Linked DNA regions of Mus musculus: all the other regions are linked to region 3. The links are chromatin contacts, called in public Hi-C maps. All regions are on one chromosome and are shown on one strand. Each heading gives the region's core, a stretch centred on a gene start, on an enhancer-like site or on the middle of the called end of the contact. The rest is flanking DNA. Distances are from core to core; before and after follow the strand shown. Region 1 has its middle 190 kb from the start of Zfat. Region 2 overlaps Zfat (zinc finger and AT hook domain containing). Region 3 has its middle 290 kb from the start of 1700012I11Rik.

What was found. Hi-C and Micro-C count contacts between places; a contact is called where the count stands out from the background.
Region 1: a contact with region 3 is called in a Hi-C map of bone marrow-derived macrophages, with 21 read pairs. The contact joins two enhancer-like sites. A contact is called at or near these places in 1 of 484 Hi-C or Micro-C datasets (bone marrow-derived macrophages) and 1 of 9 other capture datasets (bone marrow-derived macrophages).
Region 2: a Hi-C map of bone marrow-derived macrophages shows a contact between it and region 3, with 13 read pairs. The contact joins two enhancer-like sites.

Annotation. Positions count from the first base shown.
Region 1 is chr15:68,070,007-68,074,473 of GRCm38.p6, forward strand. No RefSeq gene overlaps it. Among named protein-coding and RNA genes, the nearest start is that of Zfat, 190 kb to the right of the region's middle. Within about 2 kb of position 1,340, at least 46 of the 459 cell types and tissues checked have an H3K27ac peak or open chromatin away from gene starts, as enhancers often do. A contact at or near this core is called in bone marrow-derived macrophages, where this site is marked.
Region 2 is chr15:68,131,151-68,135,865 of GRCm38.p6, forward strand. All of the region lies in intron 11 of Zfat (zinc finger and AT hook domain containing), which reads right to left. Among named protein-coding and RNA genes, the nearest start is that of Zfat, 130 kb to the right of the region's middle. Within about 2 kb of position 3,386, at least 5 of the 459 cell types and tissues checked have an H3K27ac peak or open chromatin away from gene starts, as enhancers often do. A contact at or near this core is called in bone marrow-derived macrophages, where this site is marked.
Region 3 is chr15:67,512,507-67,516,767 of GRCm38.p6, forward strand. No RefSeq gene overlaps it. Among named protein-coding and RNA genes, the nearest start is that of 1700012I11Rik, 290 kb to the left of the region's middle. Within about 2 kb of position 1,760, at least 15 of the 459 cell types and tissues checked have an H3K27ac peak or open chromatin away from gene starts, as enhancers often do. A contact at or near this core is called in bone marrow-derived macrophages, where this site is marked.

The sequences.
Region 1 (4,467 bases), core at 90-2,589, 560 kb after region 3:
TAACCTCATCAAACTAGGACAGGTATCTGCTATCAGCACTCTACACAGGTCCCCACCTGCCTCGCCATCACTGGTCATAAAGACACACACTGGAGGCTGCTGAGAAAGGAGTGCAGAAGGAGAGAAGTCTGAATATCACAGGTGCTACATTGAAGGGGCAGAATAAACTGTAAAGAGATAAATCTGAGCCACAAGAAGCAGGATAATCTGTTAACTGACAACCTCAGAACCCCAAAGCCATTCACACAAGTATGGTATGGGGTAGAGAGCTTAGAAGTCATCATGGGCACACTCCCTAATATATCTAATTCTAGTTTCATTTGTCTGCCTCTGATGATATCTCAGTAGCTAAGTGCTCTCCTGGATTCCACTAAAAAAGCCACGAAGTAAGAATTAGGGCTAAGCTCCCGCAGAGTCTAAGACTTGGTTCCCTCTGGGTACAGAGTCTCTGCAGCTGAGAAAGGAGCACCCCTGTTAGGAAGGTAAGCTCTATTAGGTGGGGAGCCATTTGATCCAGCAAAGTTTTATCAATAAAGGTGGGGTTCTGAAAAGAAGAGATAAAGAAAATGGAGCTGTAAGTGGAGAGAACCTGGAGGTCAGAGAAGCTAAACCGCCTGGGAACTGGAGCATCAGGAAGGTATCAATGTACTGAAGACAAAGAAAGAAAGGCAGGTATGTATGAGACCCAACCTTAAATGGGAACTTCAGTTTCTGATTATCCATCCACAAGGATGTCCCTATATACTCATGAGAAGTTACAATAATGTTTATCAGCAGAACAGACTATTCCTTCCATTTTGTGTTGATTTGGCTGGGTGGGGGGTGTTTGAAATAAACAAAAGGCATCCTGTTCTCTCTTTCCCTTCCATTTTACCAACAACACATTATATCAAGAGATCGGAGTTGTGAATATTATTCCTTGCACAGAAAGAGTGAGAGTAAAGGCTATATCACCAGCTCTGGAAAATTTTAATGCCAAGCAGCTTCACGTACCAGGGACCTGCAAGAGTAAGGCACACCAGAGCAAAAGGGCAAAGATTGTCCTTCAGGCATTGAGAATAACTGGACATAAGAGACATAGACCAAAAAAAAAAAATGATGCCACTGGAAAGGAAGCTATCCCATCCCATTGGAGTGCCTCTGGCAGCTAAGAACACAACATGGGCAGTTCATGTTTTATCCCTGGAGATGATTAAGAGGAAATGCGAGTCATCTTGGTGTTCTCCCCATCCTCAGCCGAATGGAGCTTTTATTATCACAGTGCAAAGAAGAGTCAGGAGCTGAATGGTGCTGAACTCCATGGCTGGGCTCCATGTGTGTTTCATAGCCATTCATTAATATTCATGTTGTGACTAAATGACCCCGTTCAGCATCCTCCCACACTCCCTGCTTCCAGCACTTGGTCCCTACTGTGACCCCCTTGGAGGGGTGCCCGCCTGTCCTTCTCTCTGCCTGGAACCAAAAGTGCCTGCCTATCTCATCACACAGCGCCTGACATGCTCATGTCAGACACTGACACCCTACATCAAGCCTTTCCTTCCACCCATCCAAAATCAAATAAGTTACAATGTGGCCATTTATCCTCCCTCCCATTGTCTCCGCAGGCTGGCCCTGCCGCGGGGGAGGAAGGACAGATGGAGTCATCCCCTGGGATACAGAGAGATTACCTCCTGCACTGCACACAGCAATCTTGTCTTCTCCGTAAGCTAGCTTTCAGCAAAGCCTGTGCACTCTGAAGTGCAGTGTGTGGTGAGGACAATGGATGCATATTATTCCATTTTTCCAATCCCCATTCTGAGGACTATTTGTCCCAGTAAACTCTGGGCAGACTTCCCATCCTTTGGCTGAAAAGAGGTACACGACATATACCCTGCCGCTGTTGTGTTCTTCTCAAATTGAAACGGGCACTCTGGAATGGTGGTGGTTATGTGGTCCCCATGGGGAAGACTGCAGAGACCTGGTCTGTGGCTCCAGTGTCCAGTGATGCAGCCAAAGGGCAGCCTCTCTTTCTCTGTGATCATTCCATGGCAGGACTTAAAACTCAGAGTAGCACACAACTTATAAAGCTCAGGCTATGGGGTAGAAAGACAGGTGAGCTATTGATGAAGTCTTGAGGAGTCAGGGAATACAGTGGACATCACATATCAGACCAGGTCTCATACATTACGTTAGTGCCTTCATCTCTTCTCCATGTACCTAACAGATACATGTGAAACAGTATTCTAGGTGCTGTGCTGCTATGCAGCTGAGTAGTGAGCAAAGCAGAACCTTCTTGGTCCACACATTCTGGTCAGGGGCCAGTCATGCTATAGAGAGACAGGTGAAAAATAAAGGCAGAGATGAAGGCTGATGGAGATAGAGTCAGAGGTGGGTGGGCAGCATTGCCGTTTTGCTACAGGATAATCAGGGATAGCTGTGGTCAAAGAGCATCCCTAGGAACAAGACAACTTCAGGATTCTGTGCTCCTCAGGAAGGGGGAGCCATGGGACAATGGTGAGTAGAGAAGCCATCTGACCTAGTTGGGCTTTCACGGGCCCCATTGTCCGCACAAAGGACAAGGCAAAAACAGGAAAGCCTGCCAGCTAAGGAAATAGCAAGGGAATGTTGGCCTTGGGCCTGGCTGGCAGCTGTGAAGATGTACTGCAGGGTTGGGGAAGGGCTGGAGTGCTGGAGACCACGGACTGTCCCTTGGACAGAGGTACATTCACCTCTTATATTCTGGAAGCCTAGGACCCCAGCTTACCACCTGTGGCTCATTCCCACTGAAGAAGTAAGGAGAATGCTTGGTCCTGTGATGGTGACAAGCTTGGGCATAGATGAGATGCTATTTCACTCTTCCTGAAGAAGAGTGTGAAGAGGAAAGGGATATTAAACCTTTCTGTCCGAGCTTGCTGTGGGCAGCTCTCAGCCAGCCCTGAAGCACGACACTCTACAGGGTCCCACCTTGACTTTGTGAGCAGCACTGACATTTTCTTTCCCAGCCAGGACACAAAGCCATGTCAAATCACTTCAGTGGCTGGGGTCACAGCTCCAGAGCCTTGGCAGTAGTGAAGGAACACCCATGGCAGGGCTGCTCAACCCCTAACCACTTCCTTTCCCACATAAAAAATAATAATTCTAATCTCCTCTTGGCCTTGTGTAGGAGGGCCTGTCCACAATCGGCCTGCAGCCTCAACTTCTCCAGCAGAACCCTCAGTTCCTCTCCTCCTCCTCTTCTGGTTTGTTCCTTCTTCCTTCTCCGGGTTGAATCTTGAGCAGAAGTGACTCAAAAAAAACGTCATATGGATAAGTAAACCGACTCAGGGACTGTTTATACTTAAACACATTGAAAATAAACTCACCCAACATACAAAGGATAGAACTCTTGAGAACTTTGTGTGTCCTTCTTTATATTTTTTTTTCTGTATTTTCTGAGAAATTTCCAGCAGAAAGGACCTTGCCGTGGGCTGCTGGGGTGACAAGTTCAGATGGACGACAGATCCCACGCCAGGACACTGGGCAGTGGGAACAACAGCTCTCCCACCAAGCCATGCCACTCCCAGAAGTCACAGGGAACCGAGCATTCATGAGGGATAATTAGAACATAATCCAGCGTTGCGGGGCGAATTAAAATGTGTTCCAATCTTCAAAGTGTGCAGATCTCAGGGTTCTGCATTTGGAACGTTTCAAAGCTTCCTGGAATCTATCTTCATTTGGTGCCCAAGCTCTGGAGAAAGATGATAAACAGGCCTGCAGTGAGACAGCCAATTAACAAGCCAGGGTTTATAGAAAAACCAGGCAGGATTCTTTGCTTCCGTGCAGGTGGCACACTGACTGGAATATGTGGGTATGTGGTGTGTGTTTGGTATGAAATGGGATGTATGTATACATTTTGTGTGCAGTGTGGTCTATGTGCACAGTGTGGTATGTGTCCTGTGAGAGAAGTGCATTGGTTTTGTGTATGTGGTTATCTACTTTGTATGTATATGGTGTTTTACTATGGTATTCAAGCATGACGTGGAAACTGCCCTCTTGAAATCAGAGCAATTATGATTGCACCTATGAAATTGTAACAAAATTGTAGCCATGAAGATTCTTTCTGGATGGGCAGGGAAACTGTCACCAGGTGCACTGGGCTACACAGGAGGCACAGGCAGTTAACAGGCAATGGAGGAAGGGAGTCTGTTGAGCGGCAAAGCTTCCCACACTCCTTACTGTTGCTTCTGTGCCCTAATAAACCCACTGGTTCTCTGAGTTAGACTTGGCTGGAACTATTTCTCTGTTCCATCCTCATTGTCCCCTCAGGTGGCTTATTCCAGGAAAAGCCACACAACATAATGCTATGTGGGTTTGTGTTGTATGGGGATATCTGTGTAGTGCACGGCATGAATGTGTGTAACTGGATTATAATGTTTTGTATTTTGGATGTGTGGATCATGGTGTGTGTGTGTGGTGTGGTGTGTGTTTTCTAGTGTTCACGGGGGATGT
Region 2 (4,715 bases), core at 2,136-4,635, 620 kb after region 3:
CCTGAACCTTTGTGGTTCTGCGGTCTTGGAGCAGCTCAGAATCCCACACTCACCCTTGAAGTCAGCTTATCACCATACAGACCAGCAGACTAGCTCAGGAATTCAGCTCGTCTGGCACAGTGCTTGCCTATCGTGCACAGATCCTTGGGTTCCATCCCTAGCATCACATAAACTAGGCAAGGTGCCCATCACCTGTAACCCCCGGACGAAGATGATGGAAGCAGGAGAAGGAGTTCAAGGTCATCCTCATCTACATAACAAGTTTGAGGTCAGCAAGGGCTAAGTGAGTCCCTGTGTAAAAAGAAATATAAAAGATCTGCAGAGTGTGTACGCATGCGCAACCTAGAAAGTGCTGCCCCAGAGTCGTTAGTAGAACAAAAAGTTAAACCAAAGCTTCAAAGGAGATATCATTTAACCTACAGAAACAAAGCAGGAGGCTTGAAACTAAAGGAGAGGAGACCACTGTGGCCATCTAGAAGCAGAGCAGAGCAAAAGTGTGGAGCAGGTATAAGCTGAGCATGGAGCAGGGGACCAGGTGACATGGCCATATTGGGTCTGCCTAGAGGAGTGGAGGCTGAGGGTAAGGGGGTGGCAGGATTTTCAGTCATGGGTGGGATCCACGCTTTCCTTGTGAGTACTGCCAAAAGACAGGTGACTCTGCTGACCACATACTGATATGTATGGAGTTTTGGAAGAGACAGACAGGAAAAGAGCAACAGAAGGACAGGAGCAATTGGATATAGACAGACATGGGACTTACAAAGAGAAGCACAGGGAATGATGGAGGCTTTCCTGGACTCTTGTTCCTAGCGACTAGCCTTTGTACCAAGATATACAAGGACGTCTGAGGCTTACAGGATATGGGTGTCAATGAAAATACCATTCACTCCCTGCAACACGGGCGGGCTTTTCATGGTGGAAGCTTTGTGTTGTGTTGGGAGTCTCAAAGACAAGTTTAGCAAGCCAAGGGTTAAAAGTTTGCTCATACTTTTGTCTCTTTTAAGAATCCCCATCATCCAAAGCTGGTGCTCAGCTCTACACTGGGTCAAATGTGGCAGGAACAAAACCAATGCCAGGGTCAGTATCCAAAGAGCAGGAGTCAGATCATCATTATCAGTTAATAAGCACAAAGCTAGCTCAGTTTTCAAATAAGGCCAGAGACAAATTAAACAATTTAGAAGAATAAATATTATAAAGCTGTGGGGTACCACAAGTTCAAAGCCAGCTTGCCTTGAGGCAATTAACTCATCACAATATGTAACAGTAAATCAATCCACACTAATTGCATTTGGTGGAGGAGCTTAGAAGACTCTTTAGTGTTAGCTGGTTATCGATTCTATTTTCTTGTTGTTATTATTATTAATATTGTAATCACTTGTGATGTGAAAAAATGCAGTGTTTTCAGAGAATATACTCATAGATGGATAGGACTTTAGTTTAACATGAACCTATCCAGTTTCCATTTTTTTCCACAGATGCTGTAAAAAAAAATCTAAGGTACAACAGAATTGAACATGACACAAAAGGTCTTTAGCACAAGCTCTGTAGTTGGAATCCAGTTAACAAGGTTAACAAAGGGCCAAGGTGCCACCCAGGTGCACATGCCCTTTCTTCCTCCCACACACATCTCCACACTCATAGGAAACAGAAAAGTGAGTGCAGTATCAGAGACCTTACTGCCCTTCAAGGTCAGATACCGCCACAGAAACCCCACACGTAGTCTTCACCTGCTGCCCCTGAACTGTGGTTTCCACGGAAGCTGGTAAGTGTTCCAGCTATTAACTTAGTCAGCTTGTTATTTGATAGCTAAACATATACCTGTGGATAAGTATCATCAGGTAAGGGAAAGGACAAAGGCGTAAAAAGTTACTGTCCTTTAAATGCATAGACTGATGAAGTCATTATGTCCAAATGACTTCACACAAGACCCAAAGACATCAAAACCGCAGCATCATCTCTGGAAAGCTCCAGGACTCCTAACGCATGCCCCTTCATTGGGTTCTGGGCCTTAACCTTATGATCTATAAAATGGAGATATTAATACTTGCCTTAAGGGATTTTCCGGGCAAGTTAAAGTGTGCATATAAAACACTTTCCACAGCAATGTCAGACAACTGAGTGAGATCACTCCAGATACTAGAAACTTGAACAGCTTACAAGTGTTTGTCTTCTATTTACTCACGGTTATCCCTTTATTTCTTCCTTACAAGGGTTAGAAGGAAAACCCGGAGTAACTTATTTCAACAGGAATCCCCTTGGCTGACGTCATCCTGCAGACTCTCTCTGTCCAACATTGCGTATGTGTCCTCATGTGTTCAGATGGCCCTGGCCTTCTATATACATAGCTCACTGCAGCTTGCTGTTGTCACATCACAAAGGCCTTTGGCACTTACTTCATGATCAAAATGCAGGCACTTCAAAACTGCTTTTGTTAAAGAGCATTGGCTCTGCAACTTGGACCTCTGAAGCAACTGTTTATAAACGCAGGATGAAAGCCAGGCATTTCTGACTTTGTTCCTGTCTGTCTCCATCATTTTGGATGGACAAGGAAGTCATTATTCTGAGACTTTCTTCTTGAATAAACTTAGATTCCTAGGCAAGAAAAACTTTATAGTGGCTCTCCATGAGGATGAGGTCACAGCACGGAGCAGAGCAACCCTCTTACAGGCACCCTGGCCTCTCAGGCAATAAGGACATCTTTGACCACCTTGTACGACAGACACATCCAGAACATGCAGAGACAAGGCTCAGAGGGATCACATCTCTAGCAGGTGTGCTCAGTTATGCAAATATACACCTCAATTCTCAATTCTCCCCACATATAAACCCACACTACATGTCAGTACACTGCTGATGGACTTGTGCACACTGAACCCTTTCATCTGTTCCTTCTCTAAGTGCTGCTTGAATTCCCTTTGACTTGTGGTTATCAATCAGTGGAGAATCTTTTTGCTGCAGTTCCAAAAATAGGGGTTTTAAGCAATAGGATAATATAATCTTAACTTGGCTGAAAGAAGAATTGAAAAATGAGAATGATGGTTGTGCTGGTCTTCTGAGTTTCCACAGCTCCTGGGAGACATAACTTTCCCCTAACACTCCATGCAACAGCTATTATTTTTGATGCACTTTTGGCTCTGCAGAGGCCTACAAACCTGGCAGACAGAGGCTTGAGCTCAGCCCAGAAGCCTGTTCACCTGGCACTGCCTGACAGAGACGGGTCTGGTTCCCAGATCATCTCACTTACATTGCATCAAAAGATCCAGTAAAAATTGAATCCCTTAGTCGTCCTTACTTTGCCCCTGAACATTGTGACTGCTGAGCAGTGGTACAGTGTACTCCAGAGGGAAGAGTTAGACGTTTATCAGTGATAACGAGATTAGAGACTAAGGTCACCTTAACCTCTTATCAGTTTTGCGACAATGCTGTGGCTAGGCAAATTTTCAACTGCAATAAAGCAATAGATTCCTTGGGCTTTTGTGGCACTGACTGTCAAGGATTCAACCGCATTCAAACACATATCAAATATAAATTCGACAGTGTGTTGTCAAGGTGAAGGGTCAACTCCTGACCTCAGCTATATCTAAGGGCTTTCTGACCACAAAAAGGAAAGGGCCAATGGCCAAGAAGGTCACACAGTGTCAGAAACAGAGGAAGCTAAATAAAGATGGGTCAGCATTCAGCCACCCTGAACAGTTTCCAAAAGGTACATATTGCTGACTTCAGAGTGAATTTTTCTTTGCAGACTTGCACAACTCACACATCATTTTTTCTTTAAACTTATTCTCTAGAGGCCAGGAGATTCTTGGTGACCTTGGAACTCTACAGAGGATAGAGCTAATGTGCAAAGTCTCTTGGGTACTGAGCCCTTGCAATATGTCTCAGTGTGATGAAAGCACTGGTGGGCAGCAATGATGGGGAGAGGACAGTGGGGAAATATAGAGCCTGATCTTTGCCAGGAAGCAGAACTGGAAAGCATGGGCAGTAGGTCCAGTGGGAAGGGGTGGGGCTGATGAGGAGCAAATGCCTAGATGTTCACAAGCACTCTATACAGATAATACACCTGGTGAAAAGTTCTCACAACAGTGGCACATTTATGTGTTAGAGCGCACCATTAAGGGACTTGTCAAACCAGTGGGACATGTGACTATGACTCTAAGAACAGCTGGCACCTGCCTCAGATAGCAAGAATGTTGAGTAATGGGACCATGACGGACAGAGTATGTGCCGTCAAGGTGAGTTCCTGTGACCAGGAAGAAGGCAGAGAAAGGACAGATATGAGCATCTGAGAATCACATGGAAAGTCCTTATTACTAAGTTTCTTACTAGTGTTCATGTGTATAGAGGTAGATCATATACTGCTTCTATTGCTAAGCAACAGGTAACTTCGGAAGGTTACAGGACTTGCTCCAGGAAGGAAGACAGGTCTCCAATATAAACCACATCTTTTGCACAATGAAGGCAGAATAAGTTCTTTTCAGCCCGAGTGTCAGGAATTTGTGAAGTCCAACCATTAAGCTAACCTCTCATAAGAGCAGCTGGGTTTGCTTCATTGCCTCTTCTGCACAATACTGCACATTAAAATCACTTACATTTTTTATATCAACTAGTATTTAAGTGGGACTTAATTATTTATTGAAACATAATATTTGATCTATTAAATATTCTGATATATGTAGAGAGAGGAGCAAGGCAATGTAACCTCAAAATGGGGATGG
Region 3 (4,261 bases), core at 510-3,009:
GATATCATTTCTGAGCTCTAGATGCAGAGCCAACCAGGAATAATAAATGAATTTTTGAGATGATTAATGAAAACTAGAAGGTGTCATATTTGAGGAGGGGCTCAATGGGTGAACAGCAGATTCCAATTTATGCAAAAAGCCAACTAAGGCATCTGGAAGGGCATGCACAATTGCAATTCCATTTTACATCATTATGCCTTGAAAGAGCACATGCAGCCCTGAGGACCGTGCTCATCACAGTCAGACTACCCTGGTCCATGGAGTCTTCTACATTTCCCTTTGACTAAAGCTGCTACTAAGAGCTGCACTTGGGAGCCCAATGGATTTTTTTTTTCATGTGGACCACACCAGACTCATATTGTAAAACTACACATACTTTTATGGGCGTTTTGAAAGGAAGACGATTCAGTGGCCACACATTTGAGATCTGAAGAGAGCTGTAGCCCAAAGGAACTTAGATGATGTGTCAAAGTGACTTCTGCAATACTCTTTCAAGCATTAAGGCATTGGAAGATGTTATTAAAATATCAGTCCAGAAAGGCACCAATACTGTTGAAATCTCACCCCTTCTATTCTTCATGTCATTTCTGAGATACACAACCTTTTAAAAAAATTACTAGTTCCTTTTCAAAAATTTATTTCATTTAATATGCCAATAAATTGGTCATTATGTCTACCCTAATGCATTAACGTAGCATAACAGTATGGGGTAAATTATAAATTGTTTAATAGTAAGATTTATTGTTAATTTCCCATGACATTGGTAGAAAAAATTCAGACCACGTGTTTACTCTTGGTCCCTAGAATGATAGAATAAAGAATAGCTTGGAAGAGTAGGTACATTTCAAATAATATGAACCAAGTTTAGGAAATTTCTCAAATTATTAGTGTGTGTCCATGTGTGGGTATGCATGTGCATGTGTGTGTGTATGTATGTGTGTGTGAGTGTGCATGTGAGTATGTGTATATGTGTGTGTGTGTGCATGTAAGTATTCGTGTGTTTGCATGTAAGTATTCGTGTGTTTGAGTGTGTGTGTATGCAGGTGAATATACCTGTTAGTGTGTATTTGTGTTTAGTGCATCAGTGTTTGGCATGATGTATGTGTGTATGTGTTGTGTATGTGTATGTGTGTGCAGATGCACATATGAAAGTCAGACAACTTTTTAAAAAAATTATGCTTATTTATATCCCATACAACTTTTGAGAGAAAGTTCTCTGCTTCTATCTTGTAGGATCCTGGCACTAAAATCAGGTTGCCAAGCCTGTGCACAAGCATCTTTACCCACTGAGCATCTTAAAGGCACAGTTTAGCAGATTCTTTTTTTCTAAAACTCCATTGTGTACCAAGCAATTTTTCACCATCTCTTATATCACCAGCCATGACTAAGCTGCCCAGTGACCCACTTTCTCCATCTAGGCCTCACTTCCCAAGGTTTCTAGGATTTTCCCCAAATAGTGCCACCCTCTGGAGTCCAAGCACCCAAAACATGAACTGGGGTGAGGAGCATTTTAAATTTAAACCATAATACTGTGGTTGAGTCAACAGCCCCATAAGCCTAAGACTTAGATTTTCCACAAAGTAAGAAACAGCCACAGGCCATGAATTCCTTGAACATCATGGAAATCTTTTGATAAGAAATGCCCATTTACATGTCTTAAACCCAACTTTCTCAGATTCTTGTTGACAACTTCTAGGTTTCCCATTTTTCAGTTTCTGCTACTAAAAATGACTCACATGACTTAACGATGCTGACTTTCCCTCCCCCTGCTTCCTTATTTCTTCTCAGCAGAAATTCTGCCCCAAGCTAAAAGGAACAGGGAGAGCACATGACCCTGCACTTTAAACAAGTAAGAATTAAATATTTATTAAATGCCAGCTCTACACTTAAGCACTTTCCCTACACCATTCCAAATATTCTCCACAATTATGCAAATCAAATCAAATTGCTCTTACATTTAAAGATGATCATGGAAACCGAGGGCAAAATAAAAATTGGTATTCTCTTTCACACATCCAGGGTAAGTAGGCACAAGATTCCCCCCCATGTGTATCCTTTCAGAACACCTTTTCCTCTCCAATGTGATAGGCCTGCTTGAATCTTACATGAGGCCAACTAAATGTCAGATCAGCAAGATGCTAGGAACACCTGGGCTCCACAGAGAGAAGATGTTTGGGCTCAGGATGGAGATCCACTAGGGGAAAATGTCTGGGCTCCACTGGGGAAAATGCCTAGGTTGCATTGGGAGGTGATGCCTGAGGGTCCCTGAAATATATGCCTAGACTCTACTGGGTGAAGATGCCGGAGTTCCACTAGGAGAGATATCTGGCTCCACTGGGAGGAGATACAACGGCTCTGTTGCGAAGGTATGTTTGAGATCCACTTGGAGAGATGCCTGGACTGACTGGGAAAGGATTCCTGGGCTCTACTGGAGGAGGATGCTTGTCATCCACTAGGAGATAACATCGTTTCTTTGAAAAACAAACAAACAAACAAACAAACAAACAAACAACAACACATACTGTGTCAGCTGCAAAAAAAAAATCTTCCACAACACTGTAACATTAGCTATGCATATGTACAGTGTCCAACTTGACAGTTGCTCAATTTGTTAGATGAACGGGCTCATTCAAATACCATTGGTCATACACAGTGGGGGACTGATATGCTAAGCTCTCTACAGAGGGGTTTACAAGGGACTTTTCTTATCATCAATGTGTCATGACTGACGCTTGTTAGTAAGATCAGAAGCCTATGCTCAAGTACCTTTGGCTCTCTGAGAAAGCCGGTCTGGGAAACCAAGGGGCCATTATGGCCAATCACTGTCTTATCCAGCAACATAAACTGGGAATTGTTTCCCATGTGCTGTTCATGACAACTTATGGTTGGCCACCTGTCTCTGTTTTATTGCCTATTAATCTTTAATATTATACTAGCTGGCAGCATAAAGCCACCATTTGGAAGCCCCAGTACGTTAAAGAACAATAGCCCTATAGACCCTGCCAATTCCAATTTCTTGAATGTTTAGGGTCATTAAGTGGAAGAAAGACAACCCCTTCAAAGTCATTATGCTTCCAGTGTTCAGAACCAGCAGCAGCTGTTCTTGGCTGGTGTGGTTCAATTCTTCAAAAAGACACAGTTCTGTTCTTGAAGGGCTAAGCTTGATAAACTGTCAAAGTATCGGCTTTCAAAATGGAAACGTGAACATGCTACGTACACATGACCTTCCTTTTTAGTTTTATTCGTCTAGAGGTTTATGTGTTTAGCCAGAGCTATATTTTGGGTTTTGTGTTAGTCACTGAGGAGGAATATGAGAGAGTCAGGCATGGACCTTCTTAATCAAGAGAACAAGCAGTCTATGTGCATTCATAGGAATCACTGCAAAGCTATCAACTAAGTTAAATGAAATCGCAGGTAAGCATGGAGTTTCTTCCATGCATTCTTATATTTTAACTACATAATAAGTGATGTGTTTTTGTTTTCAGTTTTTATTTTTTTTATAGTCCAGGGATCTCACTCTCATGCTGTAATGTTGAGATGAGTACAGCCATCCTTCCAAGCCAGATGGCATCGGGTATTTTGACCTGAGCATAAAGGGGACCCTGTATCATCATAGAAACATAATGTTGTACATCTACAGATGGATAACTGACCAGTGCGTGTTACGGTCATCCATGGTTTACTTCAGATGCTGCCTAGACTTTTTATGATTTTTAATACAATGCTTCTCAAGCTACACATGATAGAAACAATTCCTTCTGTTAGGATTAGGCTCTGAAATTTTTACTGATATTTATTGTTTATGTGGTTTGATGTTTGAAGAAACTATTTGTGCTCCCCCCCCCATATTTATCAAATCGTCAAACTTGGATTTTTTTTCATGTTCCCCTTGGATTATTCAGGTTATGACTTTTTACCTCAAAATGTTTTGTCTTCCCTTTTGGAGTAAGAAGTTCAGAAAAGCAAACTTTGGTCATCATCGACTCTTATTATTAATGGAATTGAAATCTCATAGGGTAGCTAGAGTGTGAAAGACAGGAAGAACAGGAGTGCTTGGCAAAGGGAAGCTGCCACTTGTCACTGCTCACCGAGAATCACAATTATGAAGCATGTATACAAATATCATACCTTGACTTCCTGGTCTTGTGGATAATAAGATTCCTCTGATACTTTGGTCTTAAATATTTATCTAATCACCCTTTATATACACTAACTCTGAGATAAGTATTAGTTAGTTTCCCTGTTGCTGTGATAAAATATG